4 separate regions of the Mus musculus genome follow, and all the other regions are linked to region 3. Evidence: chromatin contacts called from public Hi-C and promoter capture Hi-C data. All regions are on one chromosome and are shown on one strand. Each heading gives the region's core, a stretch centred on a gene start, on an enhancer-like site or on the middle of the called end of the contact. The rest is flanking DNA. Distances are from core to core; before and after follow the strand shown.

Region 1 (2,811 bases), core at 260-2,759, 900 kb after region 3:
ACACGGGGGTCAGGGAGATGGCTCAGGCCTGCCACATGAGCACGAAGGCCTGGGTTCCATGTCCAACACGGGAACTATAATGCCAGCCCTGTGGAGGTGGAGACAGGAGGCTCTCTGAGCTCGCAGGCCGGCCGGCCAGCCACCAAAGCAGAATCAACAAGATTCGGCCTTCATCCGAGGCCCTGACTCAGAGAAGAAGATGGAGCACAACCGAGGAAGACACCCAGTGCTGACCTCTAGTCTGCACAAAGGCACACCTACATGGTGGTGTGCACTTGCACACATGTATGTATACACACAGATAGTCTCTCAAAGTTGTAAAATATGTACAACAATGACAACAAAACGAGGTGCACAGCTCAAAAGATATGGCATCTAAGGTTGAAAATAAAAAAGGGGAGGCTGGAGAGATGGCTCAACGTTAAGAGCACCAACTGTTCTCCCAGAGGTCCTGAGTTCAAATCCCAGCAACCATATGGTGGCTCACAACCATCTGTAATGAGATCCGATGTCCTCTTCTGCTGTGTCTGAAGACAGCTACAGTGTACTCATATACAATAAATAAATCTTTAATAAAAAAAATAAAAAAGGGACCAGAAGGATGGTTCAGAAGTTCAGAGTGACGATTGATCTTGCAGAAGACCTGAGTTTGGTTCCCACCACCCATGCCAGGCAGCTCACAACCATCTGTGATTTCAGCTTCAAGGGATAGATCACCCTCTTCTGGCTTCTGTGGGCACATGCCTTCCCCTACATGTAATCCCCACACACATATTTACAAAATTTAGAAAAAAAACTTATTTTATGCGTTTTGATGTTTTGCCTGTATGTGTGCCTGCCTGAGCATCACATGTGTGTCTGGAGTCCATGGAGACCAGAGAGAGCATCAGGTTCACTGAAACGAATTACAAACAGCTGTGAGCTGATACTCGAACCCATGTTCTCCTCAACGGCAGCTTTGAAGCACCCAGTTATCTCTCTAGCCTATAAAAATACAAATTTTAAAAATTAGTAAAATAAGTGCCAGGCGGTGGTGGTGCACGCCTTTAATCCCAGCACTTGGGAGGCAGAGGCAGGCGGATCTCTGTGAGTTTGAGGTTAAGCTATTCTACAGAGCAAGTTTCATGACAACCAGAGCTACACAAAGAAACCCTGTCTCTAAAAAACAAAACACAAAAACAGTAATAAAATAAACAATACCGTAATTTATGAAATTCAAGTCAGGAAGCAGGTAGTGAAAGTTTTCCCTTAATCTCTAGAACTCCCAGCAGTGTTGGCTACTTTATGCATTCTTTCTTTTCACTAGGGCTTCTTTTCTCCTTCAGCTCCACCTCCTGTTAATGACTCTTATCTGATAAGGCTGTAGAGAAAGCCCGGGACTCTTAAGCAGGATTTGAAAGGTCTCTCAGCTCTAAGAAGTGGTGCTAGCTAGCGCGCACCCTCGTGGAAGACGGTGACATTGCAGGTGTCCTGTGCCGGTGCCGGCCCCGCCCCCGGGGACAAAGGCCTTCCAGGTCACCTACCAGAGAACCTGGGTCCAGGGGAACAGATCTGACCTGAAGAGGAGGAAGTGGCGCCCGGAACCGAGCCTGGGGGTCTTGGATGCAGAGAGGGTGAGAGACCGAGGCACTGAGGACTTGGAAAGGGGTGGACGGAAGAGGCGCGTGAATGTGGGCATGCGCAGGAGCGTGGGATTCTTGGAGCCAGCTTTAGTGCCTAGAAACTACCCTGTAAGTCAGCCTGGAAGGGCTAGGACTCCAAAACAGACGCTCTTAACTTGCAGAGTTTGCTCTGTCGCCTGACTCCAAGCCAAGTGCATTGTTAGTGCACACCACGCTTTGACAACAGTGCTGTTGTCCCAGAGCGTCAGGCTTCTCAGAGTGCACACGTGGGGAGGAGAGTGCCCTGCACCCCACCGGTGGCCAAGACTGTGGAGAGGTTTGAGGGACATGAACATCTCCACTTCTTCGCAGATGGCGTCGTCGAGCCCCGATGCCCCTTGTTCCTGCGACTGTTTTGTCTCTGTGCCCCCGGCCTCAGCCATCCCAGCTGTAATCTTTGCAAAGAACTCAGACCGGCCCCGAGATGAGGTGCAGGAGGTGGTGTTTATACCAGCAGGCACTCACGTCCCTGGGAGCCGGCTTCAGGTGGGTTAGGACTTAGAAGGAGCTGGAAGGTTGAGACGTTATTCCCAGACCTTCGTTTTCTTGCTCCTGGGACGGGAGCAGATGGAGTGGAACGAGTACGGAGTTCCAGTCCACCAACCTGGACCCTTGAGTGGAGTTAGCTTCTGCTAACTCGGTTTACTTATGTGTGACCTGAGAATAAGACCTTTCTCAGGGCCATTTAAAGTGGCTGACAAAGGGTCCGGGCAGTGTAAGTTCTGGGTCTTTTTTTTTTTTTCACTGAATTCTTCCTCTCTCTTCTTTACCTCCAGTGTACCTATATCGAGGTGGAACAGGTGGGGAAGACACACGCTGTGATTCTGAGCCGCCCCTCTTGGCTGTGGGGAGCTGAGATGGGGGCCAACGAGCTTGGTGTCTGCATTGGAAACGAAGCAGTGTGGACCAAAGAGCCTGTGGGGCAGGGGGAAGCCCTGCTGGGTATGGACCTGCTCAGGTAGAGAGCTGCTCTTCAGTGCCCCACTTCCTCCCACCTAGCCTGAGTCTATTGGGCTTGTCTCTGTTGGCCTTGCCCTTGAGGCCTTTCTAAGGCGGCTGCAGTCTTATATCTTCCTAGTCTGATAAAGGACCTCCCTTGGCCTAGAGTGCTTTAATTTTTTTTTCAGTACTTTTTGTTTTGAGACAGGGT
Region 2 (2,893 bases), core at 268-2,767, 810 kb after region 3:
ATCCAGAGAGGTCAGATGAGTCTCCTCGAATGCCTAGAAAGAGAGGTTGATGTCAGCGAATGAACAATGTTTACTCTGTGCCTGGCAATGGGCTGAGATGTTTTTCAAATGTAAATGCATTTAGCCATCATAATGATGACCATGAGAGAAAGAAAAAAACACCAACCAAACAAAACACTACTCAGGAAGTAGGTTCTATGTCCATTTACAGATGGTGAAACAGGCATAAAACGGCCCAGTAAGTCCCTGAGTCTCCTAAGGAGGAAGGGATGAACCAGGGCTGGAGTGTGCTGAAGTTCCTGTGGGTCACCTCATTCTTTTTCATGAAGTAGTTCTAAGGTTTCACAAGAGCCTACATCTCAGTCAAGCACTCCTGCAGATGTTCACGGATAAGCACACTTGGCCACTGTAGCTCTGGATCCCAATCCCAGAACTGATCTCTTGGTCCCTGACCTGAGTGGGGAGAAGATCATGATGAGGGAGGTTAAAACGAAGAGCTTCCAGGTTAGCCTTGAACTCACTGTGTAGCCGGACCCTGAACTCTGGATCCACTGTGCCTAGTTCATTTGGTGCCAAAGGTGGAACCCAGAACCCTCATACACACCAGGCAAGACTCCACAACACTCAGCTACAAGCCCAGCTTCCGCTCCTTTATAAATTTATATCACGTTTATGACTGTTTTAAGCATTTTACAAATGCCTAAATATAGACTGGTAAAGACATCTACCACGAAACCTGACAACCTGAGTTCATTCCTGGTGACCTACGACATGGTGGGAAAAAAAAAAAAACAAAAACAAAAACCAAAAAACTCCTGAAAGTTGTCGCCTGTCATACATGTATAAACACATGTACACTCTAAATGTATAAAAATGTAAAAAATGAGAAAACCCCCAAACCCACAGCATCCTTGTGAAGTAGGTATCACCACTTTACAGGTGGATAAACTGAGGCCCAAAGAGCATAAATTGTCCACAGCGAGACAGTCAGAAAAGGGCTGGGTTCCAACACAGGTGGGTTCTGATGTCAAGGGGTCTATGAGTACACGTTAATCCACGGTTCCCCTGAGGCCCTCCCCAGTAGCTGTCTCTGAAACCCTCTTCTCCCATCAGGGTGACCCCTAAATCCCGTTGCCTTGTAAGTGGCCCCTGAAAGCACAAGGCGCTCCTCCAACCCTTTGCTAATTTAGGGACACCCCCTTTCCGTGTCCCGGCGGCAGCGGCAGCACCTCTCGATCCCCGCGGTAACTCTTGCGCATTGGTCCCAGGTCCATGACTGCACCCCGACAGCACAGGTGACGGAGGTAGCCCGTCCACTTCGCAGGTCTCCTGAACGTCACAGTGACGCTCAGCAGCCCGCACGTCATGTAAGCAGTCGGCCACGTGACCCAGCGTCGCCTGGCCCTGGGTTCGGAACCAATTGCTCAGCCTGTGTGTCTAGCCTGGGAAGGAAGAATTTACTAGAGCCCCAGACAAGCTAGTAAGTCCTAAGTTCTCGGAACCAAGGTGCCTAGGATCAACCAATAGCTGTCCAGGACCAGAGCAGGGATCCATACCTGGAGAGCTTATTGGTTTGAGTTACCTGGAGCGAGACCAATTAGAGCGGGAATGAAGGAACCCAGCAGCCAATGGGCAGCGCCTCCAGGGGCGGGAGCAGAGAGACAAGGAAATGCTGTCACCGCCGTTTAAGAAGCACGTGGAGGTTTGTTAAAGGTATAGGGACAGCAGCCAAGGCGAGGGCGGGGCGAAGTCTCGGGGCTGGAGAGGAGAGGTCCGCAGTAAGTGGCCGGCCAGTGGCGGGCTACTGAAGAAGAACGTAGGGCAGGGATCCCCTCCTGGCGCAGCGGAGGTTGGAAGACTGGGCAAGAAAACATGGTTTGGGGGCCGGACTCGGAAGCAAAGGTGTTAGGGACACAGGGAGAGACTGAGGGAGAAGATTGTGGCTTGAGAGTAAGGAGAGACTGAAACTGCCTTGTAAACCGCAGGGCAGGTGCTGAGGGTCGTGGTGGTGGGCTGATACTCTGGGGACTGGGGAAGCACTCTGGGGTCAGGAAGGAGACTCTGAGGCGAGAAGGGAGTCAGCTGAATAGAAAGAAGACAGAAATTGGAATCAGGCTACCCCAGAGCAGAATGGTCTTCCCTTCTAACTTGTAACCCTTTCCTAAGGGTTGGGCTGGGCTCAGGGCATCCTATACCCAATGCAGTGGAGTTACTACTAGCCACTGCTCTAACAGATGGAAGGGCTGTCCCTTTCCTAAACCTCTTTCAACTTGGTTATTTCCTCCTTTTCATATTTCTTCTTGTTGTTGTTGCTGTTTTTATTTCTTTGTTGTTCCTTTCTAGGTAGTGGGAGGCATAGTTTTTGGCAATAGCCAGCCAAGGATACAGGGAACAGGTGCGGCGCCTGCACGCTGACTTCACGTGGTGGATGTCTGGCTGAGAGAGAAGTAGGAAATCCTCACAACGCTTCTTCCAGCTTTGATCTGCCTGGGGCAGCCCGTGGTGGAAGATGACTCTGTAGCCCTGGTGTCTACCAGTATCCGGAGTGGGAGCCCCAAGAGCCATGTAGACAGGCACCCAGCACTGTGCCAGGTAAGAGACCTTCTTGGCCTGCCTTGGTGTCTGCAGTGGGAACTCATTATCCTCTGTCTACAGCTTGAGCCAGCGCAATCTGCTGCACAGAAGCAAGAGGAAGGAAGCTTGCTGAGAAAAGTGGTGCATGCCTGCCGGTTGTCTCAGCACTTAGACTAAGGCCAGCCTTGGCTACATAGTAAACGTGAGGCTAGCCTAGAATTTTTGGTGCATTGTCGTTTTCTCCCATGAGCAGGATGGGGAGAGTCGTCTGGCTCTTGCAGTGGACTGTAGTAGTTAGTCATCAGCATCCCTTATAAGG
Region 3 (2,717 bases), core at 73-2,572:
AGAGTAGGTGAGCCACAGGTGATGTCTGCCCTCCCAGCTTTAAGGCCTCCTTTATTTAACATGATTTCAGCAATAAACTGAAAGATAAAGATATTCATTTTTAAAAGCTTTGATCCAAAGGATGTGTATGAGCAGGGCAGGCAAGTAGATGGCAAAAGGCCTGTGGACACTAAAGGAGAGAGAGAGGCTGGCATGTGGGCACTAAAGGAGAGAGGCCTGTGGGCACTAAAGGAGAGAGAGGCTGGAGTGTGGGCATTAAAGGCGTGGAGGTTGGTGGGGAGGAGAAGGGAGGAGGTGGGAGCCTTGTGAAATGGGCCTTATGGCCATATGAGCCTTGGTGTGAGGGCTGTGATCTGAACGGGGCCAGGAAAATCTGGGTTAGGCAGAGGCAGAGGCAGAGGCTGAGGCAGAGGCAGAGGCAGAGGCAGAGGCAGAGGCAGAGGCAGAGAGGCAGAGGCAGATGGGGCAGAGGCAGAGGCAGAGAGGCAGAGAGGCAGAGGCAGAGGCAGAGGCAGAGGCAGAGAGGCAGAGGCAGAGAGGAAGAGGCAGAGGCAGAGAGGCAGAGGCAGAGGCAGAGACTGTACTCCTAAAGAACTGTGAAGGCAGAACGCTGTGTGTGTGTGTGTGTGTGTGTGTGTGTGTGTGTGTGTGGTGTGACAGAGAGAGAGAGAGAGAGAAAGAGAGAGAGAGAGAGAGAGAGAGAGAGAATGAGAGAGAGAGAGAGAGAGAGATCTCAGCAGTTAAGAGTACTAGTTTTCCAGAAGCTCTTAGTTCCATTCTCAGTATTGTTGGGAACGGACATCTGTTGATTCACAGCCGCCTGTGCATCTTATTCGTGCCTGCATCTTGCCTTGTGGGAAGTCGAATGCAGCACTGTAAGGGTTAACAGAACTCAGCCCACCTCCACTGCCCCCTCGGGACTCAGTCCCTCAGATAGAAAGGCTTGAAGCTGAGTTCTGAGGCTGTCTCCAGGCGCACTCTGACTTTAATAATAAGATTGTTTACCAGGTGGTACAGCGCATAGCAGCAGCTCGGCCTCTTTCAGAAAACCCCAGATGGCCAAAACCAAAGCTAGGGTTGGCTAGGTGAGTCCCCAAGGTCAGAGTCTTTGCCAAAGGTGGAACTAGCTCTCTCCCTGAGCGTGCACCAAGCGCGCATTTGGAGCGGGGAGCATTTTTTATAAACTACAACCAGTTGTTTGGGAACGGACATGAGCAAGGGAGGAGCGCCCCCTTCAGGTGGACCCACACAACTGCTGATCGCTCTGCCTTCTCTCCAGGGAGGACTGATGTTTCCCCAGAGCCTCCTCCAGGGCTAGGAAGATGCTACAGTGCCTGACTTCGGAAAGTGAGGAAGGGGCTGAAGAGAGGGAGGAGAGTTCCACAGAAGATCTGGAGGAGCTAAAAGAATTTGTCACCCTGGCTTTTGTGAGAGAGAACACACAAAAGAGGCTCCAGAACGCACAGCAGCATGGTAAGAAAAAGAGGAAGAAAAAAAGGTTAGTATTGAAAAACGAGGAGTTTCGGGGCGTGTGTGTGTGTGTGTGTGTGTGTGTGTGTGTGTGTGTGTGTGGTGTCGGTGTTGATAAGAGCAGGAAGGGCCCAAGGGAAGAAGGTCTTGGCTGATGAGAGGAAAAGGGGACACAGGGCTTGTCTCCTCTGGCTCACACCAATTTCAGTGTTCTGTTTTATGGCATCCCATAATAGTGTGCATAACCTCGAATCACACCTTGTACTTTTCCTTCTATTTGTGTTTGCAATGCCTTTTAAAGACTGGGTGGAGAGGGAGCTCCTTGCTGAAGGAGCAAGGAAAAAATTTCCCTTCCTAAGCGCAAGCTCCCGTGTGTCCTGGGAATTTCACATACTTGCAGTGTAACAGGACCACAGTGACTTGCCAGCCCCGGCGGCTGGCAGCTGCAGCTTGCGCATTCCGTTTCTGGGTTAATACTCTGCTTTGCCTTGTAAGAGAGTATTGTCTATCTTCTAAATGGCTTCCCTTAGTGGAAAGGGGGAGACAATATTTTAGTAAAAAATATGTGCCTTTTAAAATTTCTCAAACAAGCAAACAAACCCCAAAATAAATAAATAAAATAAAATTTCTGTCCCCAATGGGCTGATGGTGTAAAAGTACAGGGACCACTGGGAGTGTAGCCTAGTGTCTAGTGCCTCACTTTCAGGCAGGAGGCCCTGGGTTCAAGTCCCATCACTGACAAAATTAAAAAGGGGGTTGAGGCAATGGTGTTAACACAAAATCGCAAGCAAAGGCAATTGTAACACATGGAGTAACGGAACTGTGAGGTGCATGGCTTGGTGTGGCCACTGGGACACATGTGTCTGGCCCCAGCCCTGTGTTCTGGCCTGGGTATCTGTCTGTGTCTTGCTGTCTGCCCTTTTCTCTTTTCCAGATGATTGGTGATCAATCTATCTAACTGCCGGTATGACAGCGGTAAGTATCTCTGTTCAAGGGGTCTGTGATGGAGACTGAAGGGTGGGGAAGGGGCCAGTCCTGGGCATGCCCGAGGGTGATAAACAGGGTCTCAGAATGCTTGGAAGTCTCCTGAAAATCACAGGGGCATTGTGCACAGCCCATAGTCTTGCGTATTTACGTACATGTTTGTTGACAGGGCTTCACTGTGTAGCTCAGGCTAGCTCAAGACTCAACTATGTCAAATGCTGCCCACCCCCAGACCCCCACCTGCCTCTGTACTAGTTTATCTC
Region 4 (2,890 bases), core at 209-2,708, 730 kb after region 3:
GCTTAGGGGAGGCAGGGGCTACCGCCTCACCCACAGTTGGACAGGCTTGGGAGGCAGCCAGCTGGGTTGCAGCCCTCTGGACCTGCCCTAGCCTCCAAAACCTCATCTCATTAAAGAAGAGGCAAGCTGCTGCCATCTAGTGGCCAGGGCTGGAGAGGCGCCCTTGTCGACCTCCAATCACTGACATTCTCAAATATTTCTCCCAACCTCCTACTCTCACTTCAGGTTCTTCAGTCAGCCAAGGAACAGATTAAATGGTCGCTATTGAAATGAAGACCTTGGAATCAAGGCTCCTTCCCCAGAGAACTTTTGCCAGTCCCCGCGTAAGCCCCAAGATCTCAAGACGCAAGAGAGACCACTCTGCCTTCTCAGGCCTCTCTCAGAACTGATCCCTGAGGTCTCCTGCCAGGGATTCTGAGACGCAAAAGCTTGACCCCAGCTCCCTCACCCCTACTCAGCATCCTAACCTGGCCTTGGGGCCATGGGAACCAGCAAAGTTGCCTCCCCTCGGACCTCTGACATCCTCAGTCCTAGGCCTTAATAAACTTACATTTTTCCCCCCCAAAGACCTCCTTTCTTGACTTTGAAGTGTGTGTGTGTGTGTGTGTGTGTGTGTGTGTGTGTGTGGTGTACGTGCGCGTGTACACTACACCTGTGAATGAGGTCAGAGTGGGTCAAGGGAAAGGGTTGTGTTTAACACGAGGGGTGCAACACTGATACCCTGGTGTTGCATGAGTAGTTGAGCGGTTAAACACGACGGTGTGGCATGGTAAGAGTCATAGTAACAGGAATAATATTCTTCCAGGAAAAGGAGAGTGAAGATGGCTTCTCCATTTTGTCTGTGCAGTACCCACAGGGAGGCTCCGCTAGGGATTCCTTGAGTCGTTTTTTCCATTCTAGGCTCCAGAAAGGAAGGGAGTCAGGCTTACTCTGACAAACCCAGGAACTGTTTGGCTATTTTTCTTGGCGCGCCTGGGACCGCGGAATTCTTATCTTGGCATAGATCCTGGGCAGTAGAGCTCTATAATTTGCTGTCTCTATCTGGGGGCGAGAAGGCACCGAGTGGTGGCCACTGCGCGTGTGTGTAGAGCATCCGTGTACCTACGAGGAGGCGAAGGACGGGGGTCGGGGGAGGGACGGACAGGGGTGTCTAGAGAGGCGACAGACGGAAGGAGATTCACGGCGACACATCTCAAGGATGGAGATGAATAAACTTTCTGAGCATCCCGAACCCCCTTCCTACCCTAGTCCCAATCTCTGAACTTTCTCTCGGTTTTTCCTGTGACCCATACGCTTTCGGCGTCTCCACGCCGCGGACTCTTCTTTGGCAGCGTGGGGTGTCATCTTCTTGGATCCCTGGAGGTTTTCAGCGGCTCCCACGCTCCGCCCCGGCCCCGCCTCTCACAGGAGCATCGCGCAGCAGGAAGCTCCGCCCCCTCACCACATCCGTGGTCCTAGAGCGCCACCTGGAGGTACTACGGGCACACCTCAGGGTCCTGGGCCTCGATAACTCCGCCCCTGAGGTGGAACCGACCCTCCTCCCGGTGTTTCTCACTGATCTCTGACACCAGAGCCAGTGCGTTGCCCTGGCAACCATCACGCGTGACTTCCCGCGACTTCTCTCCCAACGCAGAGCTTTTTGGCAGCCGCCGTAATAAAAATAGTGGTGAGCCTTGGATCTTAATAAAAGCCTGTCCCGGTGGTTGTCATTTCCAGGCCGTGAGTGTGGGAGATCAGCCTAGGTTGCGTGAGACACTATCTCAAAACAAAACAAAACAAAACAAAACAAAACAGATATTTATACTGAATTTGACTACGTCTGTAATTAGAGAACTCTACGAAGATACGGGGATGATTATCTACTCATTGTAAACGCTTACTATAGTGTCTTTCTAGAGTCGCTGTGCACACAGCCCAGAGTTGCAAAAAGGCAATCCTGAGAGAGGGGGAAGGTGGCACAATAAAATTGTGCAGTTCAGGGGCCAGTGTGGTGACGGAAAAGACATTCTTTGGATTATTTCTCAAATATTCAGCCACCCGTAGCACTTGGCTCCACCATGGATGGAGCCAAGGCCCGGAGGAGTAAACTGCCTCCTGGCAACCCGGCCTGACCTGACTTGGTCCTGCAATTTCAGTTGTGCGAGGACGGGAATGGGAAGCATCAGGCAGAAGCTAGGAGCTCCAGGAAGGCTGGCTCACACAACTCTCTGAACTACACGATACTGTCCACATTCTATTAAGGGATACACCGAGACCCTGAAAGTTTCGAATATACAAGTATATCGCAGCTTCCGCTCGATAGGGGATAGAAAACTCCTCATTATACTACAATATCTGAATTCCTTACTCGCACTTGGTCCTCACAGGGTGTGGAACACACAAGCCTATAATCTCGTCTCTTGAGAGGTGGAGGCTGGAGAATCAGAAGTTGAAAGTCATTTTCTAACTATTTACTGTGTTTGAGACCAGCCTAGGCTACAGATGGTTAAAGGTAACAAGAAAGTGTTCCTTGACTTGCTATGGCTAAAGGCTACTACCCTGATCCCATAGGGAGGGATTAGCAAAGCAGCGACTGGGGGGTTGCGTTGAGCTGAGCTCCCATAGTGGTGATGACCCCAAGTCTGCAGGTCCAGTCTTCTGGCTATTGCGTCTCCCTGCCCCCCTCGCTTTCTGCATCCAGGTGGAGCCGCCTAGACAGCAGGCCTGGCTGACAGCCCGGAGCCCTGGCCGCTGCACCAGCTTTTCCGAGATGAGAGCCTCATCATCGTGGCCACTGGCCGGAGCCTGAGGGATTTCGGGAAGGGCGTCCGCAGTTCTGAGCCAGGGCTTGCCTTCCCGAGTCTGCCCACCCCTGGCATCCTTCCTTGTCTTGCCCATCGCACCCAGCAGC

Evidence for each region. Promoter capture Hi-C pulls out the DNA fragments that hold promoters and counts their contacts. A called contact is a pair of places that touch in the nucleus more often than the background predicts.
Region 1: a promoter capture Hi-C map of liver shows a contact between it and region 3, with 3 times the contacts expected there. The contact joins the promoter of Scrn2 here to the promoter of Ttll6 in region 3. A contact is called at or near these places in 2 of 39 promoter capture datasets (liver and pre-B cells) and 2 of 115 datasets of contacts at active chromatin or transcription factors (embryonic forebrain and pancreatic cancer cells).
Region 2: a promoter capture Hi-C map of embryonic stem cells shows a contact between it and region 3. The contact joins the promoter of Pnpo here to the promoter of Ttll6 in region 3. A contact is called at or near these places in 4 of 39 promoter capture datasets (the 3T3-L1 cell line, embryonic stem cells, hippocampal neurons and 1 more).
Region 4: a Hi-C map of cerebellum shows a contact between it and region 3, with 2.7 times the contacts expected there. The contact joins the enhancer-like site here to the promoter of Ttll6 in region 3. A contact is called at or near these places in 9 of 39 promoter capture datasets (the 3T3-L1 cell line, the C10 cell line, cranial neural crest and 5 more), 1 of 15 datasets of contacts at CTCF or cohesin (stem cell-derived epiblast-like cells), 16 of 484 Hi-C or Micro-C datasets (the HL-1 cell line, cardiomyocytes, cerebellum and 10 more) and 7 of 115 datasets of contacts at active chromatin or transcription factors (the NIH/3T3 cell line, embryonic basal ganglia, extraembryonic endoderm stem cells and 4 more).

The regions. Positions count from the first base shown.
Region 1 is chr11:97,028,443-97,031,253 of GRCm38.p6, forward strand. Scrn2 (secernin 2) reads left to right here and starts at 1,510. Exons shown (of 8, transcript NM_146027.2): 1 at 1,510-1,613; 2 at 1,974-2,147; 3 at 2,438-2,619. The coding sequence starts at 1,974.
Region 2 is chr11:96,942,502-96,945,394 of GRCm38.p6, forward strand. Pnpo (pyridoxine 5'-phosphate oxidase) reads right to left here and starts at 1,518. Exons shown (of 7, transcript NM_134021.2): 1 at 1,230-1,518; 2 at 1-33. The coding sequence starts at 1,367. D030028A08Rik (RIKEN cDNA D030028A08 gene) reads left to right here and starts at 1,645. Exons shown (of 6, transcript NR_003293.3): 1 at 1,645-1,713; 2 at 2,344-2,592.
Region 3 is chr11:96,132,464-96,135,180 of GRCm38.p6, forward strand. Ttll6 (tubulin tyrosine ligase-like family, member 6) reads left to right here and starts at 1,323. Exons shown (of 15, transcript NM_172799.4): 1 at 1,323-1,498; 2 at 2,408-2,445. The coding sequence starts at 1,323.
Region 4 is chr11:96,860,638-96,863,527 of GRCm38.p6, forward strand. Copz2 (coatomer protein complex, subunit zeta 2) reads left to right here. Exons shown (of 9, transcript NM_019877.2): 9 at 226-566. The coding sequence ends at 273. It overlaps Gm11523 (a long non-coding RNA gene), which reads right to left. Exons shown (of 4, transcript XR_880183.2): 4 at 1,805-2,890. Among named protein-coding and RNA genes, the nearest start is that of Mir152, 12 kb to the left of the region's middle. Within about 2 kb of position 1,459, at least 187 of the 459 cell types and tissues checked have an H3K27ac peak or open chromatin away from gene starts, as enhancers often do. A contact at or near this core is called in the HL-1 cell line, the NIH/3T3 cell line, cerebellum and 12 more, where this site is marked.